Regions from separate parts of the Sus scrofa genome. Here region 1 is linked to region 2. Evidence: chromatin contacts called from public HiChIP or PLAC-seq data. All regions are on one chromosome and are shown on one strand. Each heading gives the region's core, a stretch centred on a gene start, on an enhancer-like site or on the middle of the called end of the contact. The rest is flanking DNA. Distances are from core to core; before and after follow the strand shown.

Region 1 (5,350 bases), core at 505-3,004, 48 kb before region 2:
ACCTCTGTCCTGAAAGTGCAGAGCAGCCCACGGTGAGCATCTGCAGGGCCCACTGAGAGACACATGCAGACATGCACACAGACACCCTCCTCAGACATATCCAAGGCCACGTGCACGCTTCCCCCTCGCCCGGCCCCCTCACCCCCACCGCTCAGCTCGCTAGTAACCACCCAGTGCCTGTTTTCCTCTCTGTAAATGGATGCATGAAAAGTGCCTGCTGAGGATTCAGCACATTTACATATGAAAAGTGAATTACAGCCCCTGGCACGTAGCCAGCGCCACGGAAGGATTTATTAAAAAAGTGCTATCAAAGACACGTGGACCCCCGGATGGCTGGACACTTGGACCTAGTTGCTAACCCATGGTGGATGTGGACACATGACACTGGGCCCAGATCTGGACACTTAGGTGACATACCAAGACACGGGTGGAGGCAGATACATGGAAGCACGGGTTTATGGAGCCATGTGGGACTGTGCACAGAGACCCTTAGAAGTGCAGACATGCAACGTCAACGCACATGGGCTGTCGACGGGCTAGAGTGTAGACATGTGGGTCCACGTAGGCAGGAGAGCGGCACAGGTCCACATGGGCCTGTGGCCATCAGATCCAGCCATGAGGAGAAAGGGCTTGGAAGCACAAAAAGGCCAAGACCATGTGGACACATCGTGGGACACGCAGACCTGCAGGTCTGGCAGACAGACAGGCAGAGACCTCCACAGCCAGCGGGAAACTGAGGAAGAGATTTTCATAGACTTGGACAACATGGACTAGTAACAGCCCCAAAAAAGGGTGATCAGGGTATGGCTGATAACAATCAGCCATATCAGAATGTGGTTTCCAGGGGTTACAGACCACAGAACTGTGTTATAAACATTCAACTTAAACATAAACTGTGTTTCAACATTAAATTAGATTTTATGTGTTCCCACCACTAGAAGAAATGGTAATTATGTGACACCATAAAGCTACCATGGCAACCCAATTTTTTTTGGGGGGGTGCATATGGAAGTTTCCAATCTAGGGGTCAAGTCAGAGCTGCAGCTGCCAGCCTGCACCACAGCTCACAGCAATGCTGGATCCTTAACCCACTGATGGAGGCCAGGGAGCCAACCTGCATTCTCAAGGATATTAGTGGGGTTTTAACCCACTGAACCACAATGGGAACTCCTGCCATGGCAACCCTATTGTAGTGTCAGTGTATCAAGTCATTATGCTATACACCTTAAAAATCGCACAATGTTCTATACCAACTATATCTCAATTTTTTTTAAAAAAAATGTCAGTTCCCATTGGTTGAATGCTTGCTGTGGGCCAGCCAGGCACCCATGCACATTATATTTTATTCCCTATGAGGACACTGATTATCAGGCCCATTCTACAGATGAGGAAATTGAGGTTCAGAGAGGTGAATTAACTTACCCTGGGCTGCTCTTAGTCTGTCTTCTGTCCTGAACACACACACACATGCACACACGCAGAAATGCACAGTGACACAGGGGACCCACCGGCTTCAGGACCCCAGTACCACTTACCTGCAGGGGGTGGGCCATGGCCTCCAGGCGCCAGTGCAGCTGCAGCAGGAACCAGCCCTGGATGGCCAGTCCGGCTGCCAGCAGCAGTAGCAGGAAGCCCAGACCTAGCCGGGCAGCGCTGCAGGGCTGTCTCTGGCGGCTGCGCCCCAGCCTCGTGAATGGGATGTCCGTCTGTCCATCCACCACGAACACGGAGGGCCGCACGACTGTCTCCTCCATGCCAGAGCGGACGAGGCCAAGATGCCTGGGGCTGGGCTGGCAAAGCTGTGTCCTGTGGGCTGGGAGGAAACCACGATTGCCCAACCCTCCTGGGCTTCTCGCACTGCAGACAGGCGCCCGTGGGTCCCTGGGGCTGCCTTTAGAGCTGGGGCTCAGCCCCTCCCCTTTCCCCACTCACCCTCTTCTTCCTGTCCCCAAACCCCTGGCCCAGCCCCATCTCACTCTCACTCATAAGATCTCTCACACCATCCTGAGGCACTTGAAGATGTGACTCAGGTGGAGGCGGGAGAAGGAAGGCCCCTGCCCTCCCTTCTGGCCTTGTCATCTGCACGGTTACCATATAGTTATTGAGAACCTCCTGTGTGCCAGGCACTGTTCTAGGTTTGGGGGCACAGCCGTGAACAAGGGAGACCAAAGTGCTTGGCCTTTCGTAGCTCCTAGTCTGGCAGGGTGAGGAAGGTAAGCCTAAGAAATGTGAAAACACTATAAAGTGTTTGAGACGGTGATCAGAGCAGTGGGAAATCTATGAGTGGTTTGTGTGTATGGATGTGTATACAGGTGTGTGCATTGTGTGCAATGCATTGAACATGGGTATGCTATGCATGTGTGCATGCAGGTGTGTGTATGCAGGTGTGTGCAGGTGCAGGCATATCTGTGCATGTGCTTGAGTGTCTTGCATATCTGCATGCACCTGTGTGTGCATTCATGCACGTTTTGATTGCAACTCACAGTCAGAGGGCGGAACCAGTGTCCACCCAGTAGCAAAGCTCAAAGCCTAGAGTCATCCTGAACTCCTCCCTCTGCCCTGTCACTACATCCTACCCTCAATAAGCCCCCTCTTTTTAATCCTAAATGTCATGTATTTTTTAATTAAAGTATGGTTGATTTACAGTGTTGTGCCAATTTCTGCTGTACAGCAAAGTGACCCAGTCATACATTTGGATACATTCCTTTTCTTATCTTCCATCATATTCTATCACAAGTGATTGGATATTGTTCCCTGTGCTGTACAGCAGGACCTCATTGCTTATCCATTCTAAGTGGAATAGTTTGCATCTGCGAACCCCAACCTCACATTCCAACCCTTGGCAACCACCAGTCTGTTTTCCTTGTCCATGAGTCTGTTTCTGTTTCATAGATAGGTTTGTTCATTTGTGTCATATTTTAGGTTCCACACGTAAGTGAAATCCTATGGCATTTGTCTTTCTCTTTCTGACTTACTTCACTTAGTATGAGAATCTCTAGTTGTACCAATCTTGCTGTGAATGGCATTATTTTGTTCTTCATTATGGCTGAGTAGTATTGTTGTATATATGTACCACATCTTCTTTATCCATTCATCTGTTGATGCACATGTAGGTTGTTTCCTGTCTTGGCTTTGTGACTAGTGCTGCTATGAACATAGGGGTGCAATCGAATTGCAGTTTTGTCTGGATGTTTGCCCAGGAGTAGAATTGCTGGATCATATGGTAGTTCTGCATTCAGTTTTCTGAGGAAATTCCACACTGTTTTCCATAGTGGTTGTACCAATTTACATTCTCACCAGCAGTGTAGGAGGATTCCCTTTCCCCACAGCCTCTTCAGCATTTGCTATTTGTAGACTTATTAATGGTGGTCATTGTGACTGTTGTGAAGTGGTACTTCATTATGGTTTTGATTTGCATTTCTCTATTAATTAGTGATGTTGAACATTTTTTCATGTGCCTACTGGTCATCTGGATGTCTTCTTTGGAGAAATATCTATTTAGGTCTTCTGACCATTTTTCAATTGTTTTTTTTGTTTTGTTTCAGTTGGGTTTTTTGTTGTTGTTTTTGAGTTGTATGAGTTCTTTGTATATTTTGGAGATTAAGCCCTGGTCCACTACATCATTTGCAACTATCCATAGGTTGTCTTTTCATTGTTGTTGTTGTTGTTGTTTTTAATGATTTCCTTTGCTGTGCAAAGCTTGTAAGTTTGATTAGGTCCCATTTGTTTATTTTTGGTTTTGTTTCTATTGCCTTAGGAGACTGACCTAAGAAAACATCTGTACCAGTTTAAGTCAGAGAATGTTTTGCCTATATTCTCTTCTAGGAGTTTTATGGTGCTTTGCCTTATGTTTCAGCAAGCCCTTTGATTCAACCTCTAAACCAGATCTCAAATCCAGCCACCTGTTTCCATCCCCACTGCTACCACCCTCGCTAAGTGCTTTGGACTGAATGTTTGTGACACCCCAAATTGATTTATTGATGCCCTAATCCCCAGTGTAATTGTATTTAAGGGTGGGGCCTTTGGGAGGTGCTGAGGCACTAGGGTAGAGCCTTCCTCAATGGGATTAGTGCCCTTATAAGGTGAGATGTGAGATATGCCCTCTCTCCCTCTCTGCCATGTAAGGACACAGAGAGAAGGAGGCCATGTACAAGACAGGAAGAGGGCTCTCACCGGAACTCAGCCAGGTAGGCACCCCAATCTCAGGCTTCCAGCCTCTAGAACTATGAGAAATAAATGTCTGTTGTTTAAGCTACTCAATTGGTATCTTGTTATAGCAGCCCAAATGGACCAAGACACTAAGGCACCCATCACTGCTTTGCTTGGACTGTTGCAGTAGCTTCCCAACTGGACATCCTGCTTTATTTTTGCCACCTTATAATTCATTCTGTAGTGAATTCTAGAGCTGGTGTGACTTTGCTTATTTATTTTATTTTATTGAGGTAAATTCATACAATATAAAATGAACCATTTTAAAGTGAGCCACTCAGTGTCATTTCATGCATTTACAATGTTGTGTAACTCTATCTAGTTCCTAAGAACTTCAATGCCTCAAAAGTAAGCCTTATAGAGAGTTCCCTGGTGACCTGGCAGTTAAGATTCCATGTTGTCACTGCTGTAGCTCAGGCTACTGCTGTTCCCTGGGCTGGGAACTTCCACACAGCATGGACACAGCCATACACACAAAAAGCAAGCTTTATAACCATTAAGCAGTCACTCCTCAACCCCCAACCCTACAAGACCCTGGCAACCACTAGTCTATCTTGCTCTATGCATTTACATGTTCTGGACATTTAAAAAACAAACAAACAAACAAACAAACAAACATACCAGTGGTCTTTTGTGTCTGGCTTCATTCACTGAGCATAATGTTTTCCGGGTTCATCCACATCATGGCATGTGTCAGTGCTTTACTCCTTTTTAAGGCTGCATAATATTCCATTGTATGGATGGATTACATTTTACTTATCCATTCACCCATTAATGGACATTTAAGTTATTTCTGTCTTTTGGTCATTATGAACAGGGCTGCTACAAGCATGTGTGTGCGTGTATTTGTCTGGGTACCAGGTCTGAATTCTTTGAGGCAGATGTTTAGGATCAGAACTTCTGGCATCAGCTTTTTAAACACATGTCAGCTCTCTTCCATGTTTAAAATTTTCTAATGGCCTCTCATTGAGCTTATGGGGGTTAGTAAATTAAGGCTCATGAGCTAAATCTTGCCAAGCTCCTGTTTCTGTACAGTCACGGGAGTTCCTCATGATGGCTGGCCCATTAGTGAGCTGTGGAGTCACAGATGCGGCATCTTCCTCTGGCTCCTGTTCCCCATTTTGATCCCAGAGGCCACCTC
Region 2 (5,515 bases), core at 994-3,493:
TAAGCATCGCTGGGTCCCCGCCTCTCTCCCGATCTCTCTGTGTGCCCTTACGTTTTTGGGGTTTTGTTTTTTGCCTTTATGTCTCTGCTGCTGGGCCTTTGCCGGAATCCCTTTCTCTGTTTCTCTCTCTCTCTTTGTCTCTCCCCGAGTCCCTGCCCTGGGTATGTCTGGGGCCCCAGTCGGCTGGTACCTCAATGGTGACGACAATGGTCTGGCCCACGGGCAGCAGCTTGTGGTCAACGGTGAAGATCCGATAGAGGACTGAGCAGTGGTGGGAGAGAAAAGCAGAGCCGGGTGAGGCCCTGCCCCTTCCTCCAGCCCTGCCCCTGGCTCTCTGCAGCCACCCTCAGCCCCTTACCCGTGGAGCCTGGGGTGTAGATAGTCTTGTCCGTCTGGATGAAGAGGTACCCGCTCTGAAGGCTGACCAGCACCACCTTCTCCACCTGGACGTTCCCAAAGAGCGCCTGAACGGTCACGAACTTGTGCCCCTTCTCTGATTTGAACTCCTTGCTGGCCGGGATCTGAGCAGGAACCAGGGGATCACTAGGGGCCAAGACCCCTTGCCCACCATCCAGCCTCTAGGACTTCGGCTGGGTCCGCACCCGCCCCTCCTCGCAACAGAGCCTGCTTGTCACTTCTGGTCCTCCTGCTTTGCCCAGGTTTGGGGAGAGAAGAGGTACTCGGGGAAGGGCCAAAGGGCAAGAGAGGGGGTAGGGAGTCAGAGGGAGGGATGGGAAGGGGGATTCAGGCAGGGGGCTTAGCGGAAGGAGGGCTCAGAAGGGGTAGGGGGTTCAGAAAGGGGAGGAGACTCGGAGAGGGGACGGGTTCTAAAAGAAGAAAGGACTTAGGGAGGAGGGTTGGAGGGGAGGGGTCAGAAATGGGGAAGGGCTCAGACATGGTGGGGCTTGGAAGGGGGCCGGGCTGAGAGAAAGACGAGGGCTCAGAAGGTGGGGACACTCAGAGAAAGACCGGGATGAGAGAGTGGGAGGGGGCTCCAAAAAGTGACCCGGACTCCAAAAGGGGAAGGGCTCCGAAGGGGAGGAGACTCAGAGGGGCGGGGTTCAGAATGGAGACACTCAGACAGAAGGGGCGGGGCTCAGGCAGGGTGGGTGGGGCTCAGAAAGGGAGGAGGGGCTCAGCTACCAAGAGGACTCAAAGAAGGGGTGGGGCTTCAGCGGTCCGGCTGTTGAGCGCGCCCACCTTGATGTTGACGGTGCTCAGGTAGTTGTTGGCGTTGTTCAGCGTCGTGGTCTCGCTGGACAGCACCTGTCTCTTGGCCGGGAAGTCATGGACGGTGACCGAAACCCGAATATCCCCTTGCCCTTCGTGGGCCTCCAACACCACCATCTCCTCACTCTCCAGACGCAGGACGTTGGGGGTGATTATGGTGTAACTGCGGGAGGGGAGGACGAGGCGTAGAGCTGTCATCCCAGGGGCACGAGATGCTAGGCACCCCCAGGGTCAGCGCTCTGCCCCAGCCCCTAGCCCTGCGGGGGATCCGATGACTGGAGGACAGCTTGGGGGCTTCAGATCCCATCAATTCCTGAACCTCAAAATCAGAACCAATTCCTCCAAGACGATGGACTTCCAAGCCCACAATCAAACCCACAAATTCCAGAAGTCTCAACCCTTCAATCTTTTTTTTAATCGTTTATTTATTTTTTATCATTTTATGGTCGCACCGGATCAGCGACCCTGGCCTCTGCAGTCGAATTCTTAACCCACTGCTCCAAGGTCAGAACTCCTAAATCTTTAAATACCTCAAGTCTCTAAATACCCAAACCCTGGAACACCCTAAACAGCCTCCTAAACCTCTAGCACCCCAGACCTATAAATACAACCCAATCCATCCCCTCAGCCACATACATCCAAACCGCATCTCTGAAACTCCTAAATGCTAAAACTACAAACTCCCAGATCCTATGGAGTCCAAACTTCTGAGACTCACCCAACCCCAACTTCTGAGACTCACCCCAACCTCATCACAAGCCACAGAATCAACCAGCACCGTACATGCACCCTAAACCTGCAGAGACCTATACTCACAAGTGCCCACTCCCAATGCAGAAGCAGCCTTGTTTGGGGGTTGGGGTTGTGATTACTCACATGGGATCCCCCAGGGCTAGGGGGAGGCTGGTCAGGAGCAGCAGCAGCAGCCTGGGACCCGAGGTGGACCCCATGATGGAGGGACGGTGGAGGGACAAAGGGACAGAGGGAAAGGACGGGGGTGGGGGGGAAGTGAGCAGAGGCTGCTGGAGGCTGCCTTTTATCTGGCAGCTGCTTTTCCCCCTCTTCAGCCCAGCCCTCCACTCCCTGTGGCCTCCCCCCTCCCTGGGGCTGCCCCAGATTTCTCAATGTCATTTCCAAAGTTTTTCAATCTGTGTGGCCATCACAGTCCTGGGGAAAATAACCTAAGGGCACGTCCTCCTGCAACAAGAATACAACAGCCTCCTGCCCTGGCCTCTCTCATGGTCAAGGCTGGCTGGTGAATGGGGACCTGTCCCTGCTATACCCACTTTGTAGTGGAGGAAAATTATTCTCTCTTCCCCAGATAGTGCCTGCCCCCCTTCCCCGATATCTGCACCTGGCTCTCAGTCCACTTTTGGCCATGCACTTATTAACCAAACCCTTCCTGTGAATTCAAGTCGATGCTGGCAGCAAGAGTCCCACTTCCAGAGTCTTCCATGCTGGGGTGGGGGTGGGAGACAGAGTCCAGCACCAACACTCCTAGCCCCATGGAGTGTCTTCCCTGGTGGAGAAGAACTCAGCTTCTTGGAGGGTCAGGGAAATCTTCTTGGAGGAGGGGACATTTCAGCTGGGCTTTGACGAATATATAGGAGTTCACTATCCATATGAGAATGCTTTCTAGGGCATGGAGAGCCTGGAGCTCCCTTCACCTACTCTTGCCAGGAGGCCTGAGTAGCTATGATTTTTTTTATAAAAGTCATAATCAAGGGAGGTCCTATTGCTAGCTTTTATGTTGCATCAACATCTTCTTAGGATATTATTATTATTATTAAAAATTGTATGTAATTTTTTGCATATGAACAGGTATTATATTCATACGGTTCAACATCTAAAAGGTAAAAGTGCATCCACAGGTGTTTCCATGGTGGTGCAGTGGAATCCGTCTAGGAGCCATGAGGTTGCAGGTTCGACCCCTGGCCTCACTCAGGGGGTTAAGGATTCAGCGTTGCTGTGAGCTGTGGTGTAGGTCGCAGATGTAGCTCAAATCCTGCATTGTTGTGACTGTGGCGTAGGCTGGCAGTCATAGCTCTGATTCAGCCCCTAGCCTGGGAATGTCCATATGCTGCAGGTGTGGCCCTAAAAAGCAAAACAAAACAAACAAACAAAAAAAAGTGCACATACAGGGAAAAACAATCTTCTTCTCACTCCTGTTGCTAACCATCCAGGTCTCAGACAGGACCATGGAACCAAATCTCAGGTTTACAAATGTTCACACATTTTAAAAACACATATTAGCAAGCTCTACACACTATTCTTCCTGGGTTATACCTGCTTTTTCATAAACAATATACCTCAGATATCATTTCATATCAGTGCACAGAGAGCTTCCTTGTTCTCACAGGCAATGGCCTCACATTACATTGTGGAAGCAAGCAGCCACTTCTTAATGGACAGACAGATGGTTATTGTTACAGAGCATGCTCCCTCCAGATTGTTCAGTGGTAAACTTTGAGCAAGTTACTGATAACCACTTGCCCCTCGGTTTCCTCATGTAAAGTGGGGTTATAACAGCAGCCACTTCAAAGGGTTCTTGCCGCAATGGGATAACTCTGGATCAACAGTAATCTCGCTAGATATCATTCGGTTCCTGTCCATAATTATATTGATTTGCATACTTGCCAGCCCTGCACAAAACTGCCAATTTCCCCTTGGGGGGGCAAAAGTTTGGATTTTTGCCTCAGTGTCGTTTTAATTGGATTTTGATTTGACTTTCAGTTGAGCATGGGGGGGGGGGCGGTGATGGAAGGGGTAGGAGGGGGGAATCCAGATCCTGGAGAGCTGGTTTCCAAAGCTCCCTGGAAGGGGTTAATGGGGAATTTGCTCTGATTTCCTGTAAACCACGCTTGTTCCTGGCGATGCCCCCCGCCCCGAGTGGGGGGAGGTGTGGAGAAATAGAACAAACCTGGCCTCTGTCTGCTCTGATTGCGACACCCTTTCTTTGGAAGACAAGGAGGAGGGTGAGGCAAATACCTGATTACTCTCCAGAATCAGGGTTCAACTTCTGAAACTGGGATGGGGGCACACCTGCCAGGACCCCCCAACCCCCCATATCTTATCTTCCTCCTCTGTCCTCCTGCCAAAATATCCACCCCATTTCCTGGTTTCATTATAGCCTTAAGCATTGGAGCTCTGTGATTTGAGAGCCTGGAGAAGGAATTCCTGCTAGACTTGAGAGGCTGACTCCTTTTCCCTCAGCCCCTCAGTGGGTCCATCTGAGCAATGGGCCTGATGGTAGTTCCTGCTGTTTGACAATTCAGGGAACCCAGATGTCTCGGAGCCCTGGGCTTGCAGGGAAGGCTTATTTGCATGGCAGTGGGAGTCTGGGAAGAGTCCTGGCCCTGATCTGGAGGGAGTGACCCGAGGAATGGAGGGGAACGTGGAGAAATGTCTCCTGGGGTGGGGAGGAGCGAGAGGAGGAATTCCCCAGGGTTTTTTCCTGGGAAATGGACATTTGTGATCAGAAGTTTGGGGAAGGGGGGTGGGGGGGCAAAATAAGTGGACAGAGGAGGGAGGAAGGAGGCGTTCATGGTATGGATGGAGGGAGTGTGAGGCTGCCTGAGCTGGTCCTAAGTGGGATGTCTGAGACTTTTTTTTTTTTTTTTTTTTTTTTTGTCTTTTTAGGCCTGCACCTGCAGCATGTGGAAATTCCCAGGCTAGGGGTTGAATCACAGCTGCAGCTGCTGGCCTACCTCACAGCCACAGCCACACTGGATCCAAGCTACATCTCCCTCCTCCACTACAGCTTGTGGCAATGCTGGATCCTTGACCCAATGAGCAAGGCCAGGGATTGAATCCGCATCTTCATGAATACTAGTCGGGTTCTTAACCCACTGAATTACAATGGGAACTCCTCTGCGACATTTTTAGATCAATGAAATAATCTGTTGTTTATCTGAAATTCAAGTTTAGCCAGGCATTCTGCATTTTATCTGGGAACACTAGCTGGAGTGCAGGAGAGAAGAAAGGAAGGGAAGTGGGCATGATTTCTAGGCAAGGGGAGCCCAGGGCTGCCTGTCTTGTTATCTCCTGGCTGCACCCCAACCCCACCCTTGCCTCACACGGGCGTGGCCAAGCCTGGGAGCAGCAGGGACCCCTCCCCCCCCAGCCTCCCCGGCCTATGGCCATTCCAGGATGGGGTCCTTGCCACATGCTTTCTGGGAATTTCCCTCCACGACCCACATCCAGGCCCCCAACCACCTGCCCCCCCTTCTCCCAGCTCATTATTTATTAACTTGTAGGTAACCTTGACCCGGTCAAACCAATCCAT

Evidence for each region. HiChIP or PLAC-seq counts read pairs in DNA pulled down with a chosen protein or histone mark.
Region 1: an H3K27ac HiChIP or PLAC-seq map of alveolar macrophages shows a contact between it and region 2. The contact joins the promoter of TNFSF14 here to the promoter of C3 in region 2. A contact is called at or near these places in 1 of 5 promoter capture datasets (liver), 8 of 47 Hi-C or Micro-C datasets (alveolar macrophages, blood, embryonic fibroblasts and 4 more) and 1 of 2 datasets of contacts at active chromatin or transcription factors (alveolar macrophages).

Annotation. Positions count from the first base shown.
Region 1 is chr2:72,475,734-72,481,083 of Sscrofa11.1, reverse strand. TNFSF14 (TNF superfamily member 14) reads right to left here and starts at 1,754. Exons shown (of 4, transcript NM_001260482.1): 1 at 1,536-1,754; 2 at 1-9. The coding sequence starts at 1,754.
Region 2 is chr2:72,428,221-72,433,735 of Sscrofa11.1, reverse strand. C3 (complement C3) reads right to left here and starts at 2,243. Exons shown (of 41, transcript NM_214009.1): 1 at 2,107-2,243; 2 at 1,201-1,393; 3 at 359-521; 4 at 191-261. The coding sequence starts at 2,180.